Linked DNA regions of Sus scrofa: region 1 is linked to region 2. The links are chromatin contacts, called in public Hi-C maps. All regions are on one chromosome and are shown on one strand. The core of a region is the stretch at or near the end of the contact, and the rest is flanking DNA. Distances in the headings are between cores, read along the strand shown.

What was found. Hi-C and Micro-C count contacts between places; a contact is called where the count stands out from the background.
Region 1: a Hi-C map of fetal heart ventricle shows a contact between it and region 2, with 2.7 times the contacts expected there. The contact joins two enhancer-like sites. A contact is called at or near these places in 3 of 47 Hi-C or Micro-C datasets (epiblast stem cells, fetal heart ventricle and heart right ventricle).

What each region holds. Positions count from the first base shown.
Region 1 is chr16:76,095,174-76,098,991 of Sscrofa11.1, forward strand. No RefSeq gene overlaps it. Among named protein-coding and RNA genes, the nearest start is that of ICE1, 160 kb to the right of the region's middle. Within about 2 kb of position 2,273, at least 2 of the 83 cell types and tissues checked have an H3K27ac peak or open chromatin away from gene starts, as enhancers often do.
Region 2 is chr16:75,931,943-75,936,153 of Sscrofa11.1, forward strand. No RefSeq gene overlaps it. Among named protein-coding and RNA genes, the nearest start is that of ICE1, 320 kb to the right of the region's middle. Within about 2 kb of position 1,754, at least 2 of the 83 cell types and tissues checked have an H3K27ac peak or open chromatin away from gene starts, as enhancers often do.

The DNA of each region.
Region 1 (3,818 bases), core at 1,023-3,522, 160 kb after region 2:
AGGAAAACTCGCTCTGGTCCCAGGGAAGCGGAAGGCGCAAGGAGGCCCAGCTGTGTCCCATGTCCCCGGCTGATGGCAGAGGGACACCTGCAGCCCCTCACTCAGACTTCTGGCCCCTGGCTTCACCCACTGCATTATTACGACAACCATTCTGGACCGAGTCTCTCCCCGTTTCCTCGCCTTCCCAGTCTCAGAAATAATCTCCAGGAGGGATGTCCAGTCTGCTGAGATACAACGTGGTGGAAGATAGCATAAGAAAGGGAGTGTGTGTGTGTGTGTGAGAGAGAGAGAGAGAGAGAGACTGGGCACTGTGCTGGATTAGAAAGTAGCGCTACACTGTAAGTCAATTATATTTTAGGTAAATAAATAAATAAATATGCAGCAAACATCAACATTACAAAAGGAAATGTTTTAAGGTGAAATCAAAATAAATAAATAAATAAATAGTAAAAAGGGAGTTCCCGTCGTGGCGCAGCGGAAACAAATCTGACTAGTATCCATGAGGGCACAGGTTCGATTCCTGGCCCCACTCAGAGGGTTAAGGATCCAGTGTTGCTGTGAGCTGTGGCGTAGGTCGAAGACGCAGCTCGGATCCTGCGTTGCTGTGGCTGTGGTGTAGGCCGGGAGCTGCAGATCTGATTCGACCCCCAGCCTGGGAACTTCCATATGCCATGAATGTGGCCCTAAAAACACAAAAAAAAAAAAAGAAAGAAAGAAAGAAAGAAATCATCAGATTTGGGGGATGTGACCAGCACCTCCATCAACCTCAAAGAGTCCCCCGCCCCCATGACTCAGGCACCAGCACGCCCCCTCCATCTGTAACATTGCCCTTGGTGGCACTGCCAGGCCTGCCTTGTCATCCCCAGATGGCAGATGAAAACCGAGGGTCAGAAACGGGGGCAACTGGCCCAGGATCCCAGCAGGCAGAGCGGAATGGAGGCTGCCCATAGTTTCAGGCCCCTACTCGTCCCCAAGCGTCACAACACCCCCTGCAAGCCCTTCGGACCGGATCGCGGTGGTGAATCCGAAACAGAGCACCTCAGACCCTCACCCGCAGCCCCCAGCTGAGAGCTGACCTTGGCTCTCTTTCCTGCACCTGAGTCCCTAGCTTCCCCTTGTGGCTCAGTCATCGGTTGTCTCTGAGGAGGCTGGTGGGATGCAGGGTCTGCCTGGGAAGCCCAGAGGCAGACCCCCGGCCACCCTCACCCCCGTGGTCCTGCCGTGAGGGAGCAGGGGCGCAGGAGGGGCCGGGCGCAGATCCCCGCCCAGCCTTGGAAGCGGGGACTCAGGGTCGCCAGGCGGTCCAGGGAGAGGAGGGTGTCTTTTCTGCTCTCAGTCAACGGCCACGCAGCCCTCGCAGGCCATTCTGCCGGCAGCTTAAAGAAAGAAGAAACTCCGTGGTCTTGTCCCAGGAGGCCCAGAGCTGAGCCCCGGCTGGTGGAAAAGAAAGTCGCCCATAAGCATGTGCCCTGCATCCCCGCGACGGCTGCCAGGCTTGCTTTGGATGGAGTGTGCCCGTGCAGAGAGCGGGGCGAGGGGCAGGGCTGCCCGGGGATGTTGCTGGAGAGTCTGACCATCAAGCTTGGCTTTGCCTCCCCTTCCTCTGGCGGGGGGGGCGCCTGTGGATGCGGGGCTGGGGGGATGCACCTTCCAAGGTCAGTTTCAGGGTGCGTTCTCTCTGTCTCGCTTTTTCTCCCCCCCTTCTCTCTCTCCCTCTTTCTCTCTCACACACACACACTCACGGCAGCACACACACCCTGCCTATTGCCTTTCTACGTGGGATTTCACTAGAGTGACTAATGAGCAGAGACTATAACACAGAACTACGAGGTACCAAGACAAAGGGACGAGTGACAAAGGGGCCCAGAACCAAACAGAGTGGCAGCCTGGCAGGTCTTCCCAAAGAATAACACACTCCCAGACACACAGCCTCCCTCCCATGTGACAGGGCTTCCCCCTTCACCCGCCCGCTGGCACTGGGCTCACGTGAGCTCTGAGCCCCAGGAATGGGGGCAACCAGGTGGCGGGAACTGCTCACTGGGAATCAACTTCCCATGGATGCTTCTAATAGTCTGACCACAACTTTTAACTCCTTTGATTAAGAGAAAAAACAAAACAAAACAAAAACAAAAACAAAACCTCTTGTTTAAGTGTCAGCATGAACTAGAAGCAAGACAGAAGTCAGATCCCCTACCAAACTGGTGAGCGCCTGCACAGGTGTCACTGTTCAGAAAAATCTGGCAGTATCCCCCTTCTCGGATTTAAGGGTTTGCTTCTCCATAGTGACAAAGGCAGGGGTGGCAGAGGAAGGCAGGAGGGGAACAGGATGGGAGTTTAAAAATAGTGTGACAAAATGATAATGTAGGTCGGAAGTACATCTGGGTTTGATTTAGAAAGAGAATTCCATGTCTGCACACGCATCCAAAGCATCTCTATTTTTAGCCTCCCTCCACTCCGAAGCAAAGCACCTCGGTTCCCCCCAGATGACCTCACAGGGGTGAGGAGTCACGGAGACCTCTTGGGGAGGAAGGAAGCTACCTTGGCAGTGCCCCCAAGGCTTGGTCACCCCTCAGCGGAACTGGTCAGATGACAAAAACTGAGAAACTCAAAATGATGGTAACTCAAAAAGCTGTGCAAATGGGCTGGGAGATCTTTTTAGTTTGCTTGTTTGCTGTTTTTTTTTTTTTGTTTTGTTTTTTTCCACTTTTTCGGGCCACACCCATGGCATATGGAAGTTCCCAGACTAGGGGTGGAATCGGAGCTGCAGCTGCCGGTCTATACCACCGCCACAGCAATGCAGGATCTGAGCCTCGTCTGTGACCTACACCTGCTTATAACGAAAATACCACAGACAGGGCAGCTTAGGAAACAGATATTTATTTCTCACTGTTCTGGAGGCTGGAAATCCAAGATCAGGTGCCAGTAGATCCAGTGACTAGTGAGAGACCTCCTCCAGTTTGCAGGTGGCCTACTTCTCTGCCTCCTCTTCCTCCTCCTCCTCTTCTTCTTTTTGCCTCACCCACAGCATCCAAAAGTCCTGGGACCAGGGATTGAATCCTCACCACAGCAGTGACCCAGGATCACAGCAGTGATAACACTGGGTCCTTAACCTGCTGAGCCACTGGGGAACTCCCAGGTGGCCAACTTCTTGGGTTCTCCCATGATGGACAATGGAGAAGGCTGGGTCTCTTCACGTCCCTATAAGGACATTCATCTCATTCATGGGGAGGTTATAACCTTATAACTTAACCATCCCCCCAACCCGGTCCCCTCCAATACTGTCACTTTGGGAATTAAGCTTCAACATAAGAGTTTTGAAGGGACACAAACATTGTATCCATAGCGGGAAGCTTCCAGATTAAGACTCCAGAGAAACAGGAATCGGCTACAGGGATGTGTCTGATCCGTTCCTGAAAGAGACGCAGTGTCCCTTCTGCCCCTGCTATTGGCGACAAGTGAATTTTAGACCAGCCTAGATTTAGATGTGAGCAAGCTCCTGTGAGGGGCGAGGGGGGGACTGTGTCACGGCCATGGGGGACTCTACTGAGGCCAACTTCAGAACGCACAGTTTGGGGAGCTTCCGTTGTGGCTCCCTGGGTAAAGAATCCAAATAGGATCCATGAGTTTGAGGGTTTAATCCCTGGCTTTGCTCACGGGTTAAGGATTCGGCATTGCCACATGATGCCGCATAGGTCACAGATGCAGCTAGGATCTGGCATTGCAGTGGCTGTGGCGTAGGCCCCAGCTGCTGCTCCAATCTGATACCTACCCTGGGAACTTCCATATGCCACAGGTGCAGCCCTAAAAAAAAAGAAAGA
Region 2 (4,211 bases), core at 504-3,003:
GGGCGTGATTCACAGTCTGGTCAATACAAGCATTTTTTAAAAATCCATAGAGTACATTGTCATAGTACTTTTTTTCTTGTCTTTATCTTTGTAGGGCCGCACCCATGGCATACGGAGGTTCCCAGCCTAGGGGTTGAATCAGAGCTGTAGCACTGACCTATGCCACAGCCACAGCAATGTGGGATCCGAGACACGCCTTCAAGCTACACCACCGCTCACGGCAATGCCGGATTCTTAACCCACCACTCGAGGCCAGGGATGGAACCTGTGTCCTCATGGATGCTAGTTGGATTTGTTAACCACTGAGCCACTATAAATACAGTAAAAAAAAAAATTCATTGAGTTAAACAAAACAATACTATAAAACTGAGAGTGAAAATTGGTGCAGTGTGGTGATTTAGAATAAGAAAAAATAAATAAAATAAATTCACCTTATTGTGAGCTGATTCAGATCACACACATAACCAAAAATGAAATAAAGCAGTATTTGTATTCATGAACTAATACTACTTTGCTATTTTTTTTTTTTTTATTTGCTTTTTTTCTTGGAAATTGTAGCTAACAGAACTTATGTTGACTCCCCTCCCCATCCCTGGGAATCGCCCTCATTTTTTTCTTTGGAAATTTTTTTTTTTTTTTTGTACAAACTTATTGATTGGGTAATGCCCTCATCCTGTGATGACAACTTTGTAACTCATTTTCTATAGAGAGAATTCAAGAAAAGCTTTGGTTCTTCTGCCAGAGGAGACTGCATTTCTCATTGATAATTTAGCAGAGATTATTTTAGACTTATAACCTATTATGGGCAGTATCACATGGATTTCTCAGAATCACCATCTAATCTGGGACAGCAGTTGTCAAGTCTCTTTTGTGTGTGAGCTGTATGACTGAAAGGACGGCTCGCAGACCGGCTCTCGCTCCGTATTTTTCAGTCCGCATTCTCCCTCCCTCTCCACATGCCTCTGGAGCTGGAGGTTGTAGCAGCCACTTATATCCTGATGCCATCCTTGACCCTTCAAGCAGGATCTTACAGGCTGGGTACAGAACATCTCAGACCACCCTGAATTAACCCATAAGTAATATGCCATGAATAAAATCCATTTATTAAATAGTCTATGGTGCATCACTACTAAGACAAGATAACAAGAAATGTAATAAAAATACCAACATGACTGAGTCACTTTGCTGTACAGCAGAAATTGACAGAACTGTGTAAATCAACTATAATACAAAAATTAAGAAAACATGGAAAAAAAAAAAAAGGCAACAGCAGCATCACTACCTCCAGCGCCACCCCTCCCACTGCATCTGTGAACAGAAACTTCACTCATCAGCTGCTCAGGCCAAGTGTGACGGTTCATTCTCCTCTCTTCCTCTCATTCCTGCATCCAGCGCATCAGTAAGAGGTATTGTCTCTGGGTTCAGAGTACATCTGGATTCTGGCCAGTGGTCCCCAGCCTCACTGCTGCCCTCTGTCCACCTCTCCCTCATTCCCTAACGGGTCACTCCTGTGGTCCTCTCTGCTTTTCAGCATCTACACCTGCCTGACCAGAGGTTCTTAACAAAGTCAGAGTCACCCCCTCACAGTGGGGTTCAGATCACTTTACTCAGACTCCCTCTGATGCTCCCCGTCTCACTGGGGGAAAATCAAAGTCTTTAGGGTGGCCGAGGAGGTCCCATGTGACCTGCCCTGCTGCTGGCCCCTCTGTACCCTCCCCACCCCTTCAGGCGTGGGGTCCTTGTCTTCTCTGCCACGACAGTCCCTGCCTGCCGGCTCTTGGACCTGCTGTTCTTGGACCTGGTGTGCCCCCCCCCCTACCCCCCCAACACACACACACACACACACACACACACACACACACACACACACACACGCCTCTGCTGACCACCCTTATGAAAAAGCAGCTTATCTCTTTTTCCCCTTCTGGTCCCTGGTAGCTATCAACATCTGACATGTCTGCTGGTTGTCACTTGTCACTGTTGATGTACCGCCAGGGCTGGCAGGAGTGCCTGGCACATAATAGATAGGTGGTGGGGAAATATGGGTTCTGGTAATAAACAAATTATAAATACAGCGAGTATTTTTCTTACTAGCCCGTAGGTCGTTCAGGAAAATGATCTTTCCGTAAAGAACCCTGCAATATGGCAATATCATATTATTATATGTGCATACGTGTGTGTATATGTGATGTGTGTGTGTGCATGTGTGTATGACTTGGTGAGATAAACACCTGAAATAATTATCATTTTATAATTTCCCTGCTTCACACAGATGTTTGAATCCAACCATATTGTAAGTAACCCTTCAAGGCTGTGTTGTGATTCTTCCGTAACAGACCTGAAAATCTCTTTCCAGCATCATCTACATTTATTTTTTGTTATTGTTACCTATGTTTGTTTTTCATCACATTTTTATTGGCCTCTGACATTCACCCTTGATGACCTGTGAGGTACGAGAACACCACTGATACTATGGAGTATTATCTTTGTACTCGACTCTCTGTCTTTGGCCGAATGCTCTATTCTGCTTTCTGAACGCCTTGCTGTAAATTCAAACACAATGAGAACAACGGCTTTTCCTTCTCTGATGGCCTGCCTTACGGCAAGATCCTTTATCTTGCAGATCTTATTTGCCCTGCACCATCACAAGGAGAGCGAGCCCATCCCGGGATAAACATCACGGAGGGGCCTCTCATAAACCAGAGGGAGAGGCAGGCTTGGAACCAGTTGGGACACGTGACGAGAAGGAAGTGAGCACTCGGTTGAAGGAGGGACTTGGTCCAGCGGGAAAGGAGCTGGGGAGACGCTTTTGAGGAAACATCTGGGACTTGGGGAGAAGTAAGGAACTAGCGCCTCAACAGATAAGGAAGGGGTGCGTGGAATTCTTCAGGGAGAGGCCACGGGACAGCCTGGGTCAAGAAGGGGCTCGGGCTCAGTATGGACTCGGAATTGAGGGAAGACGAGGGACATGATGTGAGCAAACAGGAGGACAGGGGGTGAAGCGGGAAACGCAGGTCAAGGTCAATCGCCCACATTCCTACGGGGCGGGGGTATTTCATTCTGAGCGCAAGCTGAACCCTTTGAAAAGTTTTAAGCAGGTACACGGAGTGATCTGATTAATATTTCAAAGGAGACTGCCTGGTGTGCGGAAAATATATTGAAGGAGCCAGAAGGAAGAAAAAAAGAGGATACAGAAGATACAGGGGGTTGTCGATAGGCCGAGTGAAAGATGGCTTCTGTGAAAGCAGAAGAGTCAGAGAAATGGGGCGATTTAAGATGTCATTTGAGAGGAAACAGAGTGAATTTGGCAACCATCATATGTGGAGAATTGACGGCAAAAGGGAATCAGAAATGAGCAGTGGTTTGTGGTTATATGATTTCCAGGAGGGTGGAAGTTTGGAGAAGCAAGGCGTAAGGCAAGAACCAGAAGCTGAATATTGACACAGGTTAAAATGAGATGCATGACAGGGATTCACATGGAGAGGCCAAGAGAAGAAAATCTAGGCGGAAGAATCAAAATGGAACGTCATCTACCTATAGGTCATGCATAAGTCCACAGGACAACCCATAAAATACAAAGAAAGCATGGGGCAGGGTGACTGCTAGATGACACTAAAGTAGGAGACGGGCATGAGGCAAGGCGTCCAGGAACGGTGCGCTGAGAAGCAGGAGGACCCCAGGTTGTGTCCTTATTGAGCCCAAGAGAGCATTTAATCAAGCTCAGGTGATCAGCCATCATGAATGATGCTGAGAGGTCACCGAGGATGAAGACCAGAGCTTCCATGGACCTAACAGAGCAGGTGTTCATGCCCTCAAAGACAGTGGTGCAGGCAAAGTGGGGCAAGCCGACGCTGGGTGATGCAGAACGAGGGTTTTCAGGCCATGGGATTGGGAAGCAACCCCTCTTCATAGTGTTTAGGCGTAAAGAGAAGCAGAAACATGGGATGATAGTGGAAAGCAAACACCAGCTCCAGGGAGATGATGGCGGAGAGAAAAGCGTGCGATGTAGCAGGAATGACCAGGGAGGGTGGAGGATCTAGGAGAGAAGCGGTTAACCGAGGAGCACTGGCTTTGATCCAGGGGCTCTAACAGCGCGAGTGAAAGGACCTGCCTCTAAAAGATGGGCGGGATGCAGGTACCACGGTGGACGGGGCCGTCTGAAAATCAGGGCATCTGTGTTTAGCGAAGATGCTCTTACAGTCTTCTACAGG